Linked DNA regions of Sus scrofa: region 1 is linked to region 2. The links are chromatin contacts, called in public Hi-C maps. All regions are on one chromosome and are shown on one strand. The core of a region is the stretch at or near the end of the contact, and the rest is flanking DNA. Distances in the headings are between cores, read along the strand shown. Region 1 holds the start of ZHX2 (zinc fingers and homeoboxes protein 2). Region 2 overlaps ZHX2 (zinc fingers and homeoboxes protein 2).

What was found. Hi-C and Micro-C count contacts between places; a contact is called where the count stands out from the background.
Region 1: a contact with region 2 is called in a Hi-C map of liver, with 2.9 times the contacts expected there. The contact joins the promoter of ZHX2 here to the enhancer-like site in region 2. A contact is called at or near these places in 7 of 47 Hi-C or Micro-C datasets (heart right ventricle, liver, psoas muscle and 2 more) and 2 of 2 datasets of contacts at active chromatin or transcription factors (alveolar macrophages and skeletal muscle).

What each region holds. Positions count from the first base shown.
Region 1 is chr4:16,550,798-16,555,881 of Sscrofa11.1, reverse strand. ZHX2 (zinc fingers and homeoboxes protein 2) reads left to right here and starts at 2,023. Exons shown (of 5, transcript XM_021088974.1): 1 at 2,023-3,173.
Region 2 is chr4:16,467,999-16,472,489 of Sscrofa11.1, reverse strand. All of the region lies in intron 2 of ZHX2 (zinc fingers and homeoboxes protein 2), which reads left to right. Among named protein-coding and RNA genes, the nearest start is that of ZHX2, 84 kb to the left of the region's middle. Within about 2 kb of position 1,754, at least 11 of the 83 cell types and tissues checked have an H3K27ac peak or open chromatin away from gene starts, as enhancers often do. A contact at or near this core is called in liver, where this site is marked.

The sequences.
Region 1 (5,084 bases), core at 774-3,273, 83 kb before region 2:
TTTTTTCAGTTGAATTTCTAATAAATATCAAGATGTATATAACTTACATAAACAAAAGCTCTTTGGGGTCCTTAATAATTTGAAGGGTCTAAAGGGGGCCTGAGACAAAACATTCCGAGAATCAATGCCTGTTAGGGTTGTTGTAAAGATTAAGAACTGTACACCTGAAACTAAAACAATATCGTACATCAGCTATACTTCAGTTTGAAAAAAGATTAACCAGCAATTGGCAAAGGCACACAAAGCACTCAATAAGCACTACTCCTATAATTATTGATTCCAGAGCTCCTGAATCACATCAGGTAAGTGTCTGCCTCCTCCACCTACACGTGAAGCAAACTGAAATCGTAGCTCTTAATGCAAAAGTCACCCTTGTTTAATCCCCTGCTGTCTGCTTATATAGGGAAGGTCCGGCCCATGCTAAACTCTGAACAATTTAAAGACACTGCAGCACATCAGATGCCCCCACAGTGTCCAAGAGATACAAGTGGCCTGAAGACATGAAAGCTCAATGGACGGTCCAGAGGGTCTACCCGGTGTGGCTCATGCCTGACCCTTCCATCCTATTATCCGCTCGCCCAACCAAAAGAAGACGGTAGTGAGGGGGGGACAGAGGAAACATGGCTTATAGAAATCCCTTCTAAGTGGATGACCAGCAAAAGGAGGTGCAGCCTCAGAACAGATACAACTTTCTTAAGGTTTCAGTAACTTCCATGGAAACAGGGAACTGTAGTTATGGGGGGGGGGCGTAGGGAAGCAGTGGAATGACCTGGAAGAGTCAAGAGTAAGCAATATAAAAATATTATAGTTGGTGGGATTGTTTTCTTTTTCTTTCTCTCTTCATGCACATCCTTGAGGGAAGAGGAAAAAAACTCAGCATCCCTAAATTCTGATATTGACAGCAAGCACATTAGGATGTTAGACAGTAGATATGGAATGAGTTTGAGAAAGATGCGATAGCATCTGGATCATAGTCACCCAGGAAGTTCTTAATAAATCCTTTAAGAACCTGGGCAGTTTGCCTCTCAGATCTGAGAGCATTAGGAAAAGAGACCTCCTTCAAAGCCAGTACCTGGTTTCCTGCACCGTTAACAAACAACCCTGCATCAGCAATAACGGAACAAACAGGTGCAAGCCAGTAGAAAGTTTTGCATATGAGCTATTTTTATTTTTATTGTAAAAATTTCTGGGAACCCAAAGAACAGGTTCTGGTGGAGAAATTGGAGCCCTAAAGGGAGACCCTGAGAAAGCCTTTCAGCTGCTTTCTTCTCCTCAGCCTCAGAAACGAAAATGCCAAAAGGTCAACCAATGCGTTGACCACGCAGTCAGCCCGGGAGCCAGCCATTTTCACCCCGTCTCCGTCCTCGCCTCCAGCCACTCCGCCGCACACGGCCACCTGTTGCTGTCCTAGCGCCCAGAGCCGAGTCGCAAGCCGCCGCTAGAGTTCGTTCTAATTCCCCCCAAGCTAAGGCTGGCCGGGAAGCCCCGACGCTCCGCGCCTGCTAATCCTCAGCGCGGGCGGGGACTCCGCGGAGCCTCCCAGCCCCAGGCTCCCTTTGTCTTCTTGCTGCTCTCAAAATGTCAAAAGTAGACCCCAGACAGCATCCCCTTGGCCCCCGCTCGCCCAGTGCGCGCTCGCACTCAGCACACACTTGGGAGATGCTGACGCGTCGAGATGCCCACCGAGGAGAAACTGGTCCACCTGGCAGGGACAGGCGGCGCAGACAGGTTCTGTGAAATGCCAAAGCGTCCCCTGAATCCCAAATCCCTTGGAGCCCTTAGCTGAACACTGCAGCTGAAGCGCCGCGCCCAAAACGCGAGTTCACGGTTCCCGAGGCCGCGGGCGGAGGGCAGCGAGATTCTGACCTGCCTTTGCTCTAAGCCGCCCGAGGGGATCCAGGGGGCGGCGGCGGTTAGGGATGCCCTCCCGCCGGGAAGGCCAGAGTCCCAGTTTCGAAAGTGACCCGCCTCGCTTCCGAGGGACTTCCCTGCCAGCGCCGCAGGGGTGTGCATTTCTCCGAAGTCTGAGAATCCCAGCGAGCGCTGGCCCGACAAGAGTTTAAGTCAGCTCCCAGGGCGTCTGTTTGTTTATTGGCTCTTAGGAAAAAAAGTTTGAGGATGTTTAACCAACCTCAGACCTGGCGCAAGCGGAAATCTCAGAATCTCTTCAGCAAAAGTCATCTAATTTCGAGTCGTTATATAAGTGGGGGCTCTTCCTTACCCTCCCTACTCCGAGCCCTCTTATTACTACTCCAGGAGTTAAATGTGTCTCGCTTTAAAAAAGAAAAAAAAAATTTTTTTAAGTTGTTATTATTTCCCTGAGTCCTAGGGCGGGAGAAAGCGCAGGCAGCGCCCTGGGCTTGCGGCGGCCCCACCCGCGCGCTGCCGTTTGCTCTGCAGGAGGGACGCGGGGTCCCGGGTGCCGCCCGCTCAGCGAGCAGCCGCGCCCAGCGGTCCCTCCGTCGGCCACTCCACGTGGTTAGGATCAACAGTTTGTCGAGCTCATCAGTGACACCTTGAACTTTTCATAAAGAAAATGGGTATTGCACCAGGAGGGTTTGGCCGCGGCCGCCGCGCCGGGTCGTGCTTAATATTCAATGATCTCGCTCGCGCCTCCCCCTCCTCCCCTCGCAGAAATTCCACCGAGTCCGTTACTGGGCTCAGACTTTTAAGTTAATTTACTGCCCACCCCCCAACCTTGGCTAGTAACCAGCGCCTTTAGGGTTGGCCTCCCCCCCAGCTCTCGCCTGAAAATGACATTTCGCCGGCGTCTCCGGAGGGGGCTGAATTTCACTTTGTAACTTTCTGCGGAACCCGAGCCCGGGTGGCAGCTCGGGTGGTGGTATCGTATGCAAATACGCATGCTGACGTTACAGATCATGTGGGTTTTGGCGTAGATTCCCCACTGATCGAGACATTTTTTTCCCCTTTTTTTTTCCTTCTTTTTTTTTTTTTTCTTTTAAAAATTTTGGCCACTGTTCTCCGTACGGGGGCTTCTTCTGTCTGTCTGTCTGGCAGGCTGGCTTTCCCCCTCTTTCCCACGGAGCCCGAGCCGGGCGCCCGGTGAGGAGTGGGGAGTGGGTGGGGGGAGCCAGCAGAGTTCCATTTTGGAACGCCCGTGCCGCGTCTCCACGTTCCCAGCCCGGGTCCCCGCGTTCCCAGCCCCGGCGCAGGTAAGAAACTTCGCCCCGGCGCGGAGCACCCCCCGCCCGGCGCGGCCGGCCCCGAGCCCCGCACGCCGGGCACCGGCCACTCCAGCCCAACTTTCCCACCGCCGCCGCCGCCGCCGCGGCTCCCGAAAATGTGTTGTTAATGGGACTTGGCCGGGTTTGTGATTGGAAGGGGGGCGCGGAAGGGGGGGTGGGGTGCAGGCTCTTTTTTGCGGGTGGGAGGAAATCAGAGGATCCAGAGGCGGGGGGAGATTTTTTTTTAAAGAGTTTTGATTACAAGTTTGGATAAATGGGAGGCAGACCGAGGAGGAGGAGGAGGAGGAAAAACATGTCTACGTTTCCCTATGTCGACATAAGCCACAAAAAAATATGGCGTCCGCTTTCGACAGGGCGTTACGTAGACCCGACTCTGTTTTTATTTATTTATTTCGTGGCCGGCTCCCTCCCTTCTTGGCCAAACTGCGGCGCTTTGTGCGAACGGGGCCGGTCCCACGGGGACTCCACCGGGACGTGGCCCCGGCTCCGCGGGTTCGGGCAGGCGGGGGGCTGCGTGTGTGTGCTCCCCTCCCTCCCTCCCCCGCTCTCCCCTCTTCTCCCCTCTCCCGGTGACGATTCGCCGTACTGTGGTGGCAGGAAGCATGACGCCGTGGGTTGAGGCTGCCTCTCCTCTCCTGGTGGCTGCAGGCAGCGGGCGCGCGGCGCGGGCGGGGAGCCGAGCTACCTGCCGCGGGCCGAGCCGCAGCGCGGCGCTGTCCCCACGCCCCGCTCAGGTGCCGGGGAACCCGCGTGGCGAGGGCCTGGGGGGCGGGGCGGGGGGAGCCGCGGGGCCCCCGCTGTCCTCCGCCCGCGGCCCGCCTCTGCCCGCCCAAGCCCACGGTCGCCCCCCGGCAGGGCAGCTGGCGCTCTTCGTCTGCCCCACGAGCGGTTCATCTTTGTTGGTGTCTCGGCTGCTTTGTGGCTTCCCCAGGACTTGGGGTCCTCGCCTTTGCAAACTTGCCCCTTTCCCAGCCGCTCTGCAGGAGGCTGCGCAGACGAAGATGAGCGGAAAGTTGGAAACCAGTGAGCATCACGGAACGGTCCGCTTGGCCTCGTCGCTGTGCGGAGCTCGGGAGGCGGCGGCAGAGGAGGAGGAGGAGGAGGAGGGTGGTGTGTTAGGCTGGGGAGAAAACTTGACTGGGAAGCCAAGTCGTGATGTGCTCGGGCTTCCACCTGATGGATCAGCGTCGACGCCAGTGGGGTCTCTGCCTTCAGCTATTTGCGAGATGGCCTTTTGTTTGTCTGGGAGGTGAGGGAGGAGGAAGGTGGGGAAAGAGCCTTCCCTGGACCCCTCCCCTTTGAAAGTGTCGCTGCCCATCTTGGGCTCCAGAGATCACCAAGTCTTTTCAGGCCCTGGAGTTCTGCCCTTTCTGCTCTCTGATGATTGTCTTCTGTTTCCAAGGTAGCAGCTCCCCAAGGCTGAGGCAGGCCCAGTTGGGCAGGATTTGAGGGGCAGGAACCCCTCCACTTGATCTCTTGGGTTGCTCTGACCTCCTGCAGTTACTCTCTGAACACACACACACAGTCAGGCACACACTCTGGCTCCTTTAGGTAGAGCAGAAATTAATGCCTGTTGAAGTGACCGGGGTGAGGTTCTGAGAGCTCTTCAAGATTTCAGTCAAAAGGTGATTTTCTATTTATGAGGGCACTGAGTTAAAGCAGTTCAGTCCCAGGGCAGTAATGTCAAAAAGCATTTGGATGACAACCAAGTGGAATAAATATCTTGTAAAATGGCATGTTTAATAGTAAAAATAGATTCATGGAGCCATCAAGGGCTTGAATGGGACTAACCGAAAGGGTTCCGTTTCAAAGGAAAGTTACATAAGGCTGTATACATGTCTTCTTTTAAGGCCAAAGGAGGGATATCTACAAGTACGA
Region 2 (4,491 bases), core at 505-3,004:
CTGCTCCCTGCCCCCCACCTCCTCCCATCCCTAATCACCCTGAAAGCATAGCTTTCTTCTTGCAATAACATTCAAGAAAATGAAGTTACAAATTGTTTTAAGAGTCTCATACTTTTCTGATGCCTCCTGTTAGTTTTTCAGAGGCTGTCATTTCATTGCTGTTGATTCTTCAGCAGGAAAGGTCCACTTAAACCTTCAACTTGAGTTACCCTGTTCTCGGTCTTCTGCAGGGAATAGCTGATGTCCTGACAGTCCTAACGTGCATGAGCATGAGTGCCTTGGTAGCAGGTGTCTCTAGCGGGACCGAGCCCCATGGCGACTAGACCACGTCTTCCCTTCAGCTCAGCACGTGTCAACACCCGAATTCACTCCTGCTCTAGGGAGAGTCTGGACAGCCAAGAGGGTTGAACACCTAGTTGCCACCAACTGAACCTGAGTGGGAGTGTGGTGGGCTTTACTTGTTGAAAATGGGGAAGTAGTTTGAACTAGAACTCCACGTTCAGCCTTAGTTTCTTAGATCTTCGGGAGAAAGATTCAATTTATACTTGAAAAAAATGAAGACCAGTTAAATCAGTACCAGGGATTGGAACCCACTCGCGGCTGGAGGAGCAGGGCCTCCTGGCACAGAAGCCAGGGGCGGGGGGGTGGGGGTGCAGAAGCCCAGGTGAGACCATGACTCTTGGGTTGTTGGTCCAGAACTGGGTTCTAAGGGGGCAGCAGGCAAGGACACACCCGTTATTCTGGCCACCTTGAGCACCTGTCCCCAGACCTCTCCAGCCCCCGAGAACCTCATGTTTGTCTTTTGTTGTCTCTGAAGCCTGGAGCAGATGGGCTCCCCGCCAAGGACCCCCCCCCACTTCCCGAGAAGGCATGGCCAGCAGTCACCCCACTATCCCAGGAGTGGGAAAGGAGCAGTAGGACCCATCCTGCCTTTCCATTCTTTCCAATGAGGCTTGACTCCCTGGTGTAGGGACCCAATCCTGCATCCCTCTCTTCATCCTTGTTCAGCCTCAGATTCTTAGCTCCTGAAGATGGACCAAGGGAGGCCTTGAGGTTAGAGGGCACGGCCACCATAGGCTCAGCCGGGGAGCTGGCCCCCAGAGGACTAGGGAGGCAGGGGCAGCATGTCATTCCAAACTCAACAGGGGGAGTACCCGTTGTGGCTCAGTGGGTAGAGGACCCGACATTGTCTCTGTGAGGATGCAGGTTCAATCCCTGCCTCGCTCAGTGGGTTAAGGATTTGGCATTGACACAAGCTATAGGTCGCAAAGGCTGGGATCCAATGGGGTTGTGACTGTGGCATAAGCCAGCAGCTGCAGCTCCAGTTTGATCCCTAGCCTAGGAACTTCCATATGCTGCAGGTATAGCCCTAAAAAGAAAAAGATAAAAGAAACTCAGCAGAAGCACCCCCTCCCTGCCACCCCCCACTGGAGGCCCTTGTCCCCTCTCTGGGCCCCCACAGAGGGTACTCTCTACACCACTCAGCATGAGGCAGCACTGCAGAGTGTTTAAGACTGTGCACTCTGGCTCCAGATTGACTCAGTTAGAATCCCAGCTGTACCTTTGCTAAACCCTGTGATCTTGACCCAAGTATTTAACTTCTCTGTGCCTCATTTTCCTCACCTGCAAGATAGGCCCTCAGATAGGAGGCTTATAACAACTCCTGAGTTCATGAAATGTGCTTAGAACAATACCTGGCACTGAGTAAAAGTGTCAGTAAAACAAAAACAGTAGGTAAACAAGTGCTGGAGTCAGTGTGATCGCCTGATGGACATCAACACGGTCAGTTTCCTACCCACAGAGACAAAGTCCACTCTGCTTGTGGCTTTAGGAAGACTTTCAACTAGAACCTGAGGGAGAGGAGGGATTTCTGCAGACAGGGAGGAAGCAGCAGTCTGGGCAGAGGTGCAGAGGGAGAAGGAGCCATTTGGAGGGTGTCAGGAAGTCTGGTGTCACTGGAGCCCAGGGGGTGGGGTGCATGGCGGTTGAGATGGGCAAGCTCGGCTGAGCCAAACCACAGAGGTTCTCAGACACCAGGCTCTGGAGCAGACTGTTTGCAAGAAGCAAGAAGCAGCTTTCAGAAGCTTTTTTTTTTTTTTTTTTTTTTTTTTTGTCTTTTTGCCTTTTCTAGGGAGGTTCCCAGGCTAGGGGTCTAATCGGAGCTGTAGCCACCAGCCTATGCCAGAGCCACAGCAATGCAGGATCCAAGCCACGTCTGCGACCTACACCACAGCTCACGGCAACGCTGGATCCTTAACCCACTGAGCAAGGGCAGGGATCGAACCCGAAACCTCATGGTTCCCAGTCGGATTCGTTAACCACTGAGCCACGGCAGGAACTCCAGCTTTCCAAAGTTTTAAACCGAGCAAGTGACTTGATGCAATCTTGGATGTAGAAGCTTGACCTGGTCAAAGTGCAAAGGGTGGGCTGCAGGTGAGAGAGATGGAGGATAGGACACATTAGTCAGGGGGCAGCGGCCCAGACGTAACCCTGGAGACAGGGCGTGGCCACCCAAATGGTCACAGCAGGGGTGGAGCAAGGGGGTGGCTCCAGAGTACAGACTCAGAGAAAGCATTGATTGGATGTGAACAGGGAATGTGAGAAAGGAGGAGTCCAGAGCCCAGAGTACAGACTCAGAGAAAGCATTGATTGGATGTGAACAGGGAATGTGAGAAAGGAGGAGTCCAGAGCAAGCCCCAGGCTGCTTGCTTGGAAGAGTCTAAGGGAGAGAGCGCGTTAACCAGGTGGTGAAGAGATGGAAAAAGGTATTGGATGTCACAGAGGTGCTAGGGACAAACAGCACAGGACACACCTGGGGGGCCTGGGAGGCGGGATATGTAGAGCGGTGGCTGACCAGGTGGTCTCAGCAGTCCAAATGGCTTGAGTGCAAATCCTGGCTCAGTCTGTTGCTTCCTGCTTAACATTGGAGGGGTCATTTAACTTTCCTGAGCCTCCGTTTCTTCACCTATATAATGGAGATTATGCAGTTAGCTGCCTGAGACCTCTGTTCGGATCAGTGCATGTCAAGTGTTAATAACTGTGCCTGGCACAGAGGGAGCACTCAATTAATGTGACTTGGAATAACATGAGTATTAGTCTTGACAGTAATCCTGGGATGAGTGTGCGTATCAGCATCCTAGTAGAAATGTCCAGAATGGGCCAGAACATAGAGGCAAGCTTGGGACAGGATGGAGCTGAGTCATTCAGGAGTCAGCTGCACAGAGGTCAATGATTATCTGTCACCCTGGCGAGCGTCTTCTTGGGGGGGGAAAGGTGAGCGTGACCTGGGTTCTTTTCAAATGGTATCATCCTCCACGACTATGGTATAGCCCCACCCCACCCTTGCTGCCCAGTGAGAAGCCGACCTGAGCAGGCTTCCTCAAGGGACAAGAGCCACATCCCTGGGGCCGGCTTATGGCGAGGGAATAAGGACAGGCGGCTGATGGAGGAGATGGCCGAGGCCATGGGAGGATTGGGCTCACTTGGGGACAGCTCAGAGCCAGAGGACAGAAGCCTGGGACACCGTCAACATTTAAGAGGCAAGACCAGAAGAAACTGCTCAATCAGGAAACCAAGTCACAAGCGTCCCATGTACTGTGAGCATGAAAGTGGCTCAGCCCTGATGGGCCAGATCCGTCCTAGGCAGTTGCTGGTTCTCCGGCAAATCCAGGTGCAAGTTCAAACCACACTCCCCTGCAGGGGCACACGAGGGTTTCTTCACTCCTTCCTCCTATGGCAGTAGGCTCAGCATGTCTGGGCCAGACGGAGCAGTGAAGAGAGAAGTGAGGGGTGGCCTCCCACCCTCCCCCTTTGGACCCACCAAACCTCCCGCTAAGTGCCCAGCCCTCAGCCCCACTCTGTGTCACTTCAGAGCCCCACGTGTCTCAGATGAGAAAAGGATAACGCCTGAAACTAGTAGGTAACAGTACTCAAGTGGATATTCGATTATATTAGTCAGACTTTTAATCACAAAATAGAGATCTAATTCATATTGACCTAAGTGTAAAACAGCAAAGCAGCTCGTGTAATTAATTGAAAAGTCTGAGCTAGTCTGGCTTGGAGCCCAGGTGGGTATAAACAGTGTCAGCAGGCGTGGTTTCTCTCCTTTCTCTTTTTATTTATTTTTATTTATTTATTGCTTTTTAGGACTGCACCAGAGGCATACGGAAGTTCCCAGGCTAGGAGTAATTGGAGCTGAGGCCTCCAGCCTACACCACAGCCACAGCAACACCAGATCCAAGCTGCGTCTGTGACGTACACCACAGCTCACAGCAACGCTGGATCCTCAACCCTCTGAGTGAGGCCAGGGATCGAACCCACATCCTCATGGATGCTGGTCGGGTTTGTAACCCGCTGAGCCGCAATGGGAACTATCCTCTATCTCCTGACCCAGTTTTCTGTGCTGGCTTCACAGGGGCAGGTCTCTGCAACCAACCCAGCACCTTCTCCGAAAGAGGACCTTGCTTCCATTGTCATCCTAGCAAATGTCTG